Linked DNA regions of Sus scrofa: region 1 is linked to region 2. The links are chromatin contacts, called in public Hi-C maps. All regions are on one chromosome and are shown on one strand. Each heading gives the region's core, a stretch centred on a gene start, on an enhancer-like site or on the middle of the called end of the contact. The rest is flanking DNA. Distances are from core to core; before and after follow the strand shown.

Region 1 (6,326 bases), core at 3,650-6,149, 1.2 Mb after region 2:
CTCCGATTAGACCCCTAGGCTGGGAACTTCCATATGCTGAGGGAGAGCGGCCCCAGAAAAGGCAAAAACACAAAACAGAACAAAACAAGACAAAATAAAAGAGCTGTAGTTCTCTCGTGCCTCAGTGGGTCAGGATCTGGTGTTGTTACTGCAGCGATTTGGATTACTGCTGTGGTGAGGGTTCGTTCCCTGGCCTGGGAACTTCGGAATGCTGTGGGTGTGGTCAAAAATAAAACATAAAACAAACAAATGAACAAGCAAATACAAGAACAGGCACACTCCCTCCATGTGGGATAAGTATGTGTGATTTGGACATTTTGACTGAAGGGGATCTTCTGGGGCATCCGAAGTCATTCCAATGGGGGTTCAAGTTGGCAGTTAAGACTGCCTGGAAAATGGTGCTTTCAGGGGTGAATGAAGTGAACTCAGAGGAGCTCACAAGGACTATGAGGAGAAGAGGAGGACACTAGCCAAGACCATCCTAGTGTGGGCAAGGCTTTAGGCAAATATTTTTTGCATAGTCCCTGTCTGTATAAACAGTTTGCTTAAAAATATATTACATGGAGTTCCCACTGTGGCACAACAGGATCAGTGCCATCTCTGGAGTGCTGGGACACAGGTTCCATCCCTGGCCTGGCACAATGGCTTCAGGATCTGGTGCTGCTACAGCTGCATTGTAGGTTGCAACTGCAACTACAGCTTGGATCTGATCCCTTGCTGTGGCTGTGGCTGTGCCCTGGCAGCAGCAGATCTGATTTGACCCCTAGCCTGGGAATTTCCATATGCCACAAGTGCAGCCCTAAAAAGTTAAAAAAAAAAAGAGGGTTGAATAATTCTTCAAAAAGAAGAAATGAGAATGAGACCCACAGGGGATGGACCTGGTCTGGGACTGGGTAGACCTGCCTGAATGGCACTTGTGGCTCTGGTCAGTCCCAACCATTGGAATGAGACTTAGAAATTTTTTTTTTTTTTTTTTTTTTTTTTTTTTTTTGCTTTTTAGGGCCTCACCCTCAGCATATGGAAGTTCCCAAGCTAGGGGTTGAAATTGGAGCTACAGCTGCCTACCTACACCACAGCCACAGCAACGTGGGATTTGAGCCCTGTCTGTGACCTATGCCACAGCTCACGGCAACGCCAGATCCCTGACCCACTGAGTGAGGCCAGGGATCGAACCCACATCCTCGTGAATATTAGTTGGATTTGTTTCCGTTGCACCACAATGGGAACTCCAAGACTTAGAAAATTTCAAGATAGAAATTTCTGGCTAATAGGACCCACATGGGACCTGGTCTAGTTTAGGGCACCTCACTAAGATGGCATTGTTGGCCTTGGAGGGGCACTTAGAAAATTTTGAGAAATACCAATCCAAAATGTAGTACTTAAGGCACAGGGTGTGGGGCAGGGGACCTCTTACTTAGGTCTAGTTCCTCTACAACTGGATATCATTCACTAAGATTTAACAACCCAGCAAGAAAGTGGGTTCAGTGCTGAGCTAAAATGCATCTTCTATCCATCCGACAAATGTCCGCTGAGCACTTCCACTGTGCTGGTATTGCGTTAGGTTCAGGAGAAATAGAAGTGGATTTTCTCAACTGTTATCCACACACCAAGATAGTTCTGCACAACTAACAAAGGAAGAAAAAGAAAAAGAAGGGGGGAATTGGCTACAGATGACATACCTCTCATGTATCTGTTCAGTTAACAACTTTTCTCAGTTATGCTCTTGAAAAGTGTTCCAGTTACTATGACTGCATATAATTCACCCCAAACTTAATAGCTTAAAACAATGATAATATGTTGCTCAGGAATCTGCTCTTTGGGCTGGGGTTATCTTATCTCTGCCCTGCTTGTTTCAGGGAGGTTGGCTTGAAGCTTAGGAACTGGAATCATCTGAAGGCTTCCTTATTCACATATCTGGCCACTGATGTTGTCAGCTAAGATGTTATCTCAGGTCGTCAGCCGGAATATCTCCACATGCTCTCTTCCTGGGGCCTGGGCTTCCTCCCAACATGGTGACTGGGCTTGAAAGGTGAGCTTTGCAAAAAGGTGGTAAGCCAGGTAAAAGCTGTATCCTCCTTTATGATCTGGCCCCCGAGGTCCCATAACATGCCTTCCACCCTACTGGCCGGAACAGTCGCAGACCCCAACTAGATTCAAGGGGAGGGAACACGGATCCTGTCTCTCAGGGGGAAGATGTTGGTTACCTTGTAAGAAGAACTGGGGATGGGTTATACATGTTGGCATGGTCAACTTAGGAAAAAAGTCTGCCACAAAAGGGTGATACAACTGTTTTTTTTTTTTTTTTTTTGAGTGCGGTGCCTTTAATACACAGTAATTAAACACATGACACAAAGTGATAATTTGATTTATGGTTTCCACTGAAGACAATTCCCCAATTTATTCTACATTTATAATTAGAATTTATGACATAGAACAAATTTGAATTGTGCCGCTTGGAGAATCCATAATATTTTATTCTGTATATGTCTCTTCAGAATTGTGCATGCACACTTCCCCTACATGTTTCAAAATGTTCTGATTTTATTTTATTTTATTTTATTTTTGGTCTCCAGGGCCACACCCATGGCCTATGGAGATTCCCAGGCTAGGGGTCTGATCGGAGCTACAGCTGTCAGCCTACACCACAGCCACAGCAATGCAGGATCCGAACCATGTCTGTGACCTACACCACAGCTCATGGCGACATTGGATCCTTAACCCACTGAGTGAGGCCAGGGATCGAACCTGCAACCTCAGGGTTCCTAGTTGGACGTGCCTCTGCTGTGCCACAATGGGAACTCCCCAAAGTGTTCTGATTTTAGTCTTAAAATTTCCCAAGATGTTTTGCTTAAGAGAAGCCCTCAAAAATTTTTAAAAATTGGCAAATAAAAAGGTGCAGAATTATAATATCAGCTTTAAAGAATGACTTACTTACATCTTCCCCCTACCACCCCTAATCTAATATTAAATCTTGTTTTCTTGGTCAGTACATTAGTCCTTAAAATCTTACAATTTATGTGGAAGCCATATTCTTTTTTTTTTTTTTTTTTTTTGTCTTTTTAGGGCCACACCTGAGGCATGTGGAGGTTCTCAGGCTAGGGTTCCAATCGGAGCTGTAGCTGCTGGCCTACACCAGAGCCACAGCAACGCCAGATCTGAGCCTTGTCTGCGACCTACACTACAGTTCATGGCAATGCCAGATCCTTAACCCACTGAGGGAGGCCAGGGATCGAACCCGAAATCGCATGGTTCCTAGTTGGATTCGTTAACCACTGAGCCATGATGGGAACTCCAGGCTTCTTTTGTCCTTCTGTTTTACCTTCCTTGGCACAATCCTCCTCATGGTCCCATGGTGACTACTGCACCTCCAGGCATTACATCTCAGTTCCAAGCATCAAATAGCAGAAGGGTTAAGGTCACAAACTTCTCTAAAGACTTCTTTTATTCAAGCTCTCCACTGGGACTCCTGCCTTACATCTTATTGACCAGAAGTTTGTCTCACTGCCTCTCCTAGCTTCAAGGGAACTGCATGCTTTGCTTTTCAGTCTCTGTAGTTTAGAAAGGCAAAGGATAAGCGGTTGGAATAAATATTGAGAGCCTTTTAAAATGTTTGCCTCTTACAATGGAAGTGTATTGCTTTGATTCACAAAGTGTCCCGGATATAGCCTTGTTCTAGTCTTGGAACATTCTCTTTCTTCTTCTCCCCTCTAGCTACTTTTCTGGGTGTGTGGGGCGGCTGCGGGGGGGGGGGACAACAAAATCTTGAGGAAATATACTTCTCCTTGGAGTTTCTGTCATGGCGCAGCGGAAGTGAATCTGACTAGGAACCATGAGGTTGCGGGTTAAATCCCTGGCCTTGCTCAGTGGGTTGAGGATCCGACGTTGCTGTGAGCTGTGGCGTAGGTCAAAGACCCAGCTTGGATCCACGTTGCTGTGGCTCTGGCCTAGGCCAGCAGCAACAGCTCCAATTAGACCCCTAGCCTGGGAACTTCCACATGCTGTGGGTGCGACCCTATAAAGACATATATATATATATATATATACATATATATATATATATATTTATTTTTTTCCTGTAAAGATACCAGTTCCCTTGTCAGGCCTTCCTCCATGGTCTCTTCTGAGGGTAAGGAGGAAGAGTCAGCATCTTTTTCCATTCTGCTCTTTTCAGACACGGTGACTTAGGCACTACTCAGAATGATCCCTTCCTCTCTGAATATCAAGGACGTTCTCAAGGCCAGGTTTTCCCTCTTCTTTCTCAGCCCAAGTTTTCTTCTTTACATGTCCAAGGCATTTGAGCTTTAACTCTCTGGTGGTGTTTCCCTCGTTGAAGTTGGAACCAAATGATTGCAAGTAGTTCTGTTTACAAAATGTGCGGTGTAACGTAGGTGCTCAAACTGGTATCTCTTGCTGTTGTTATTACTATTAGTAATATCTCGTAGCCTATGTCAGACTCATCTCCTTAATGACTGTCTCTGAATCTGATGTCTGATTCATCTTTGTAACCCACACCTGGTCTGGAATTGAGTATTGCTTGTAATGCTATAAAGGGGGCAGCTGGTAAAGGGCAACATTTCAAAGGGAAGGGTGCTGTAATGGTGGGACGTGATGAATTCCTAGAACCTGAGTGGGAGGCAGAATCTTTCAGAGAAGACGCTTACTCTGTCCGCACCTAAAACAGGCGGAGTCCCGACTGATGCCTAAGGACCTGTACTGCGATGAGGTAAGAGCATCCGTCACTTCACTGCTCCTCTAGATCCGGAAAGGGAGGAGGGATTCTGCCCCGCGCGGTGAACTGGGATAGCTGCGCACGCGCAGCTTCCAGCTCCGAGTCTCGGGAATTATTTGACGCCGCCGTTTCGGCCCTTCAGAAGTCACTGATCAGGCGCAGCGCGCACGCGCAGTGGTCCATTCGACTCCGGGAGTTATTTAACGCTGCAGCTGCTGGCAGTCGGAAGTTGCCTGAGCAGAGCACTGCCGGCTGGCCCTACCGGCCTTCGTCGTCCCTGGCGCCCTCGGAGAGTCGCAGACGTGTAGACGGAGTGACCGCTTGCGGACAGCCTACCGGGACAGCGAAAGCGCCGGGCCTATGGCGCGGGTGGCGTGAGGCGGAAGGCCGAGTGCGGCCCGCGGCGGCGACGGCGCCCGCCCCAGCGATGCGGGCCCCGCCCGTCGCCTCAGGTAACCGGGCGGCCCTCCCCATCGCGGCCGGACCCTCCCCTCTCCTCCCCTCCAGGCGGCCCAGGGATGGCTAAGCTTTGTTTCTCGGCCCCGGTGGTTCTAAGGCCCCAGCCTTTGGAAGTATATCTCTGCATTTTGGCGGGGGTGGGGGGTGCGCCTGGCCCTGGAGTCGGCAGCTTCTGTCGGCTCTCTGCAGACCTAGGGGCTGCCTGGGTCGGGAAAACTCTCTTCTGGCAGCCTGGGGGAGGGGGCGGGTCTGGAGCAGAGCTAGACAACTCCGGCTTAGAATCTGGTCCAGCAGCAAGGTTGGTCGAGTGGCTGCCGCCCTGTCGGGACGATGCTGCCCATTGCACGGTGACATTAGGAGGAGAAAGAGTTAATTATGAGAAGGCACATCTAACCCTCGTTAAGCGCTTTACTCCACACCGGGCGTTGTGCCAGGCCATTACGTTCACCTCATCTAACTTCACAACAACTCGGTAAAGGAGGATGATTATCCCCATCTTACTGACGAGGCAACTGAGGCCCTGAATGCTTAGGTGACTTCCTTGCCCAAGGTCAGAGAGCCGGTAAATTTGGACCCAGCCAGTCTGACTCCAGATTCAAGTTCTTAGCAATTAGGTCAGTGGCTCTCCATCTTCGCTGCACGGAAAAATCACCTGGGGCAGCTTTTAAAGATTCCTGATGCCCAGGTAGCATGGCCAGGCCAATTAAGTCAGCACGTTTGGGAGCAGGCTTGGTGGGGAGACAGCAGTGTTTCTTAGAGATCCCCTCATGAATTCATCGTGCAGCAAAGTTTGGGAACTGCTGCAGTAGATCATTTTGCATCTCAGTAAAACATTTCAGTGTTTCCCCAGTTTAAGTGTGTAGGAGAATCCTCTGTGAGCTTGTTAAAAATGCACGTTCCACCTGCAGAGATCTTTTCATTAGGCCCACTGACTACTATACCTTGTGAAAGCTTGTTGGGGTTGGGAAGTAACTTTCTGTACAGGATTTCTGAGTCAGCTGGACCTTTTAAAGTGCGTGCATCTCATGCAAAACTGTCAGTTTGCCATTTTCCTGAATACACAGTCCTCATGAATATAGTGTTTCTAAACTCTGGGTCTTGTTTGCATACGCCGTTCCTCTGCTTAGACTATCCTCCA
Region 2 (5,742 bases), core at 1,145-3,644:
ATTAGAATTGAAGACAAAATATTACGGCAGAATACAGTGTAGTGAGTAACTGGTTTTGACTGGGGGTCAGGGAAAGGTTCACAGAAAGAGACAAGTGGTGAGTGGTGGTAAACCACCAAAATGTACTGAGGAAGTGGGGTGGGTAGGGGGAAAATATAAGCAGGAGCATGTCAGGTAGACTAGAGGGGATAGGGGCCAGGGAGAGAGAGGTTCCAAGGAAGCAAGAGATACATGGAAATGCCTTCCACACCAAAAACAAAACAAAAAAGAAAATAAAAAACTAGACAGAATAAATACAAAAATCTTAATTTACACATCTGTGCTTTCTAAGTCAAACATTTAAGATACCCTGATCAACTCTGCCTGAGAGTTAGCTCTTCAATTTTCCCTGGAGTGGGGAGTGAAGGAAAAGTTTCTAGGCAGAGGGAACAGCATGGAGGAAGAACACAAGTAGGAACAAGCTTGGCATATTCAAGAATCTGAAAGAGGTGCCTAGTTTAATGCCTTGATCATTGCTGAGACTGCATTCGGTAATGCTTATTCAATGAGAGACCAAATGAGGACTTGAGATGTCAGAAATAGCTTTCTCAGGGGTATGAGAACTCATTCTGAGGGCAAGGAAGTGGGTACACTCGGATGGAATTTTGAGGTACAATTAGGAGTTTTCCAGTTGCTGACAATCATTCAGGGCTGGGGGAAATCAGTGGAGTAAAGATAGGATGGTGGGGGAAAAAAAAAATGACTTTCTCAGACTTGTAAAAAGTTTGTTTTCAATCAAGAGGCCAATCTCCCGTATCTTCTATTTTCTTATTCCAGTCGTGCCACCCAGAGATGCAGATCACTGTCCTTTATCCAATCTATCCAGTCCTATCCTGGAGACATACAAGAGTCTCTCTTCTTCTCCTTTATATATAGACACACATATGCTTAACTCCAAATTTCCAACTCTATGCCTTTGAACCCAGCAATTAATTACTGCCCTGGGCAATGAGTCAGTATGGCACTCTGTGTGAGTCCAGCCCTCCCGAATCAAGGAAACGTTTGATCATAAGGCCTCTGGAGTAATTGTGAACAGTTCCATCACAATTCTATCTCTACGTAGGCTTACCACTCGACTGGGTGCCTATCATAATTAGTGAGAATGATTCTGGGTAAGACAGTCCTCTGGGCCTTGATGTTATTACCTGAAAAGCAGGTTTAAAACTCATTGCCCTGCCATGTTCACAGAGCTCTCATGAGAACTAAATGCAAGAGTGATTGGGGGAAAATTCGAATGATAGCCTACATTTATTTTGTTCAGAGACAGACACTGTACTTCGCATTGGGATAATCTAATTATCCCCATCTGAGAGGAGAAACCTGGGGCGGAGAGATAAGCACTGTGTGCACACTCGATAATAATGTGATCAAACTGCTGCATAGTCTACCGCAAGGCGAGCAACCAACACCTTGAGGCGGAAGGTGAAGAGGTTGTGGTTCCGGCTCCACCACTACCCGTGTGACCCTGGGTAAGTAGCTTAACCACTTGAGGGCTCAGCTTCCTCAGCTGTATAATGGGGATCACGGAACATGTTCAAAGGGTTGTGGCGAGAACTAAGTAAAATGACAAAGCGCTGCGCAGTGGCATCTCAGCACACAATTCGTTTAACCTTTCACCATTACAGAACTTTTTTTTTTTTTATACAAACTTAAGAGCAGTCCCATGAGTTTGCGGCGCAGGTCTGGGGTCTAGGGAGCCCCTGAGTGGCGTGACCCTGAACCAGCTGCTCCTTTTCCGGACTTCGATTTCCCGCCTCAAAATAAGTGGCGAGATTGATCTACACCCGCCCTTCCAGTCTCGAACTCTTCGGCGCCGGGATGGGCAGAGACCCTTCCCGGTGGGGAAACTCCCACCGCCCTACTGGGTGGGGTGGGGCGGAGCAGGGGTGGGGCCTGGCGAGCTCGGTCGTCCGCCTCACCTGCCGCCGCTCACCTCTAGACTGTAGGTGCCCCGGATGGCGGTGAAGTCGTCCAGGGCTTCGGCCGCGCTCCCCTCGTCCAGGTTCAGCTCCTGGCACAGAGCCTGCAGTGCTTCTCCGGCCGCGGCGACCACCGCCGCCCCCTCGGCGCAGGGATCTTCCTCGTCCATCCCCTCAGGCCCGGCGGGCGGCGTGGTCACAGCCCCGGCTCCTTTCTCCTTCCTGGGCGCGCTACCCACAACCTCCCGCGCCAAAGCGCGCGAAAATCGCGGGTTGTAGCACTACGTCTTTTTGATGGTCTGCATCCGCGTTTCTCCTGAAAAAAAGTCCGTCTTTCCTCCAGGGCTCCACGCTGCCCCTTCCAGAAACATGCTAAGAAGAAGGAATTTAGAGTCTAAAAAACCTGGACTTGGCCCTTGGCAGGTAGCGGTAGACACAGCCGGCGGGACAAATTGGGTGCGGAGGGATCGGCAGTCCGCGCGCAGAGTCTGCTGGGAGTGGTAGTCCATATCCTGCCTTGGAGCGGGCGGCGGGATTGGGCTCCGTGTTGCGGGGTGGCCTTGTTAATTTTAGAGAGGTCTCCTCTGCCCCACCAACCCGTGGGCCTGGGTTTGTCACTGCCGCGGGGCGCCAAACACAGACTAATCCAGAGTTGTCCCTTGAGTTAGGAGTTGGAGGAAATCGAAAAATGTCCGTCTACAGAGAGGGCTAGGAAAGGCCTGTCGGACCCTCCTCAGTGTCTTTAGCACCTAGTGAATGGTTTTTTGAGCGACTGAAGGGTTGGTGAGGCAGGGGTATTAGGGGACCCCTATCCATCGCTTCTTGAACTCCAAATGAGGCTTGACCTGGGCTAAAAGAGCTGCAGTAAGGGGGCACTTTCTCAGCTCCCTGCTCCCTGGGAGCTGGGTCCCTGGAACCTAGTAAAAATCGTCCTTCCAGACTTAGGAGTGACCAGAACATAAACCTGAAGGCATGGAACTGGTCTTAAAGCTGACCCTTCTGCTCCAGCAAGACCCCTTTCCCATGAAGAGCCAGAGTGATCTTTTAAAAAGGTAAATAAGAGCATAGTCAATCATTTAGGATCCTTCAGTAAACCCTTTGCCCTTAAAGTAATGTCCAAAATTCTTTCCATGGCCAGTAAGGCCCTATGTAATCTGGCCCCACCTCATCTAGGGGAGCGTCCCCTTCTCCAGATATATAATAAGATCCAGCCTCACTGCTTTGTTTTGGAACCTTGGAAATGCCAAGCTGCCAAATTAGTTCTTTCCACAAAGACTTTCTCACATGGTGGTCAAACAGCCCCTCTATGCCAGGTCTTTTCTTGTCTGCCTCATCCTCATTCAAGTTCAACTAAAAGGCACCCTGTCAGGGCATCCCTGAGCACTTTATTTCAAATAGCTGACTCTCATCTTTTCCTCCACCATATTTGTCTTCATAGCACCTTATCATTATCTGAAATTATCTTTATTCCCTGGTTCTTCCTACTAAAATGTGAGTTTCATGAGAGTAGGGCCTTCCTTTTGAGGCAGAGTACTAACTCATGTAGTCAGTGTAGGAGCATGGGCTTTGATGCATTCTTTGATATGGCTGTTGATTAACATTTGTGGTTTAAGGGCTCCAGAGAGTAATTCCCCACAGGCCTTGTTTACTATAGGAAATGTGCCTCTCCCCATAGGGACCTTAATCTCTAACCCACTCCTCAACTGATAGAAAAGGAATGAGAGGAATGGTAACTTAGTCCAAGGAAAGAGGACAAAGAAATCATAAAACACATGGGATAGTTCCACCCCTAAAACTCCTATTGGACAAGGACTGATATAGGAAACTTGGCAAGGCCAATGGGAGAAAACCCCATCTTTCTGGACCCCATGTTGGTACCCCCCCCCCCCGCCATCTTTAAGGGATAAAAACTCTTATAGGACAATACAGAGTGGGTGGCTCTTCTGCCCCTTCCCAGCAGCCTGGGAGCTATTTGCTTTCCTGTAATAAAGACTGCTTGCTTGCTGCCTGTGTGTTCCCGGAGTTCATTCTTTGACTGCGTGAACAAGAACCCAGATTCTGGTAACATCTTTCCGGCATCACTTTCATGTTCACTGTATTTCAGAGTTTAGATTAGTGACTGACTCCTGTAGTTGGCGCTCAGTACTTAGCATGGTGTGTCTGAAAAATTACAAAGAGCCCATTGTTGCTTAGACAAGGGAAGGAGTCACCAGAGATGAAAATGGAAGACAGGTCAAGATAGGTTGCCTAGGACCGCATGAGCCTGGACGTAATCAGTGGGGGTTAATGAATGGAGGTGAATGATCAGTATGTGTTTTGGACAGGTTCCTCGGGCTGCATTGTCACATGTGCATTGGATGGGGTAGAGACTAGAGATCTGGGGTTGGGAGCCAGGTTAGTGTAGAAAGGAGACAGCCTGGACAGATACGACTTTGTCCTAGAACTGAAGGGACCACTGCTGAAGAGGAGAAATCTCTAATAACATAGGTTTCCATCTGGGCCCAGAGGTTGAAGTATGATACTGTCAACTAGAATGGGCATACGAGCAGAGGGATGAGACCAGTCCTGGAGTTGTGTGTATGAAATGCTTGAAGGAAGTTTAAGAGGTGGCTCTTGGGACCTGGAAGACCTACATTCCCTACACATAAAGGGGGTAGAACTTGGGAACCAGCGGCAAGGTGGGTCTCACATGAGTAAAAACTCAAATTCCCCCAAAAAACTCAAATGGAACCACCCCTGTGGTATTGCCACTTCTGCTTTCTTCTAGAAGCTAGCGCTGAAGCTGACCTCAGGACTATCTTATTTTCCGAAAGGTATGTTGGCACATAGTGTGTGCGTAGACTCACCTCCTTTGAGCTTTTACACAGAGGATTTGTTGCAGGCAGTTTAGGGGAGGTTTGTCTCCAGGGCCGAGAGGTCTGTGACAGGGCTTTTCATCCCTCCTCCTAACTTCCTTTCCTGTCAGGAAAGACATGTCAGGATTTGTGGAAGTGAGATGGATGAAGGTCCTCCTGTACTGGTTCATTTGTTTTCTAATTAACCTGTGAGTATTTAGGAGTGAGCTCCAGAGTGGGGACAGCTTGGACATAAAGATGTTGGAATTTTCAGGCAGTACCTGAAGCTAAGGGAGTAGGTTCATATCACTCAGGGAATGTGTTTACATGAGAAGAGACTCAAGGGTAGAACCCCTTGGGACACCAACATTTCAGGGATGGGCAGAATTTTAGGAGTGAGTGAAAAACAAAACTGTCCAGAGAGGTATAAAAAGAAGGAGCAATATTTCAGAGGCCAGAAAAGAAGAACTCCATAGAGTCCAACACTGCAGAGAATTCAAATAGGATGAGGAATTCAAAGAAGACCTCACATATTATCTTTCATATGACCTTTGAGGTTTTTAGTGACCTTTGCCAGAAGGAGTTATCTTTAGCACTGTAGGAGTGGAAGCCAGATTCCTGCGGTTGAAGCACTAATGAGAGGAAGGTCAGAAAGTTGAAGCAGGAAGTAAAAACTTCTCTTAAGTAATTTGGTGGAGGAGAGCCAAATGGAAAGGCATGTTCTAGAACTGGGAAATGCAGGTATGTGAAAAATCAGGAACAGGCAGCAGGCAGAGACTGGAAAGATAAAAGAAGGTAATCGATATAGCCAGATCCTGGAAAAGGTGGCCAAGCCAGGAATCCAGAGCCTGGTCCTCCTCTTGTCTGGAAGATTGTCACCTTACATGTAGATTAAGCAGAACGGCTAGACAGTCTGGTGAGTGGAAAATAGAGCCACATGCACTAGGGAG

What was found. A called contact is a pair of places that touch in the nucleus more often than the background predicts.
Region 1: a Hi-C map of heart right ventricle shows a contact between it and region 2, with 6 times the contacts expected there. The contact joins the promoter of RALGAPB here to the promoter of RBL1 in region 2. A contact is called at or near these places in 1 of 5 promoter capture datasets (liver) and 1 of 47 Hi-C or Micro-C datasets (heart right ventricle).

The regions. Positions count from the first base shown.
Region 1 is chr17:41,502,857-41,509,182 of Sscrofa11.1, forward strand. RALGAPB (ral GTPase-activating protein subunit beta) reads left to right here and starts at 4,900. Exons shown (of 30, transcript XM_021078139.1): 1 at 4,900-5,181.
Region 2 is chr17:40,276,924-40,282,665 of Sscrofa11.1, forward strand. It overlaps RBL1 (retinoblastoma-like protein 1), which reads right to left and starts at 2,395. Exons shown (of 22, transcript XM_021077346.1): 1 at 1,973-2,395. The coding sequence starts at 2,128. It overlaps LOC110257355 (a long non-coding RNA gene), which reads left to right and starts at 1,406. Exons shown (of 3, transcript XR_002339844.1): 1 at 1,406-1,508.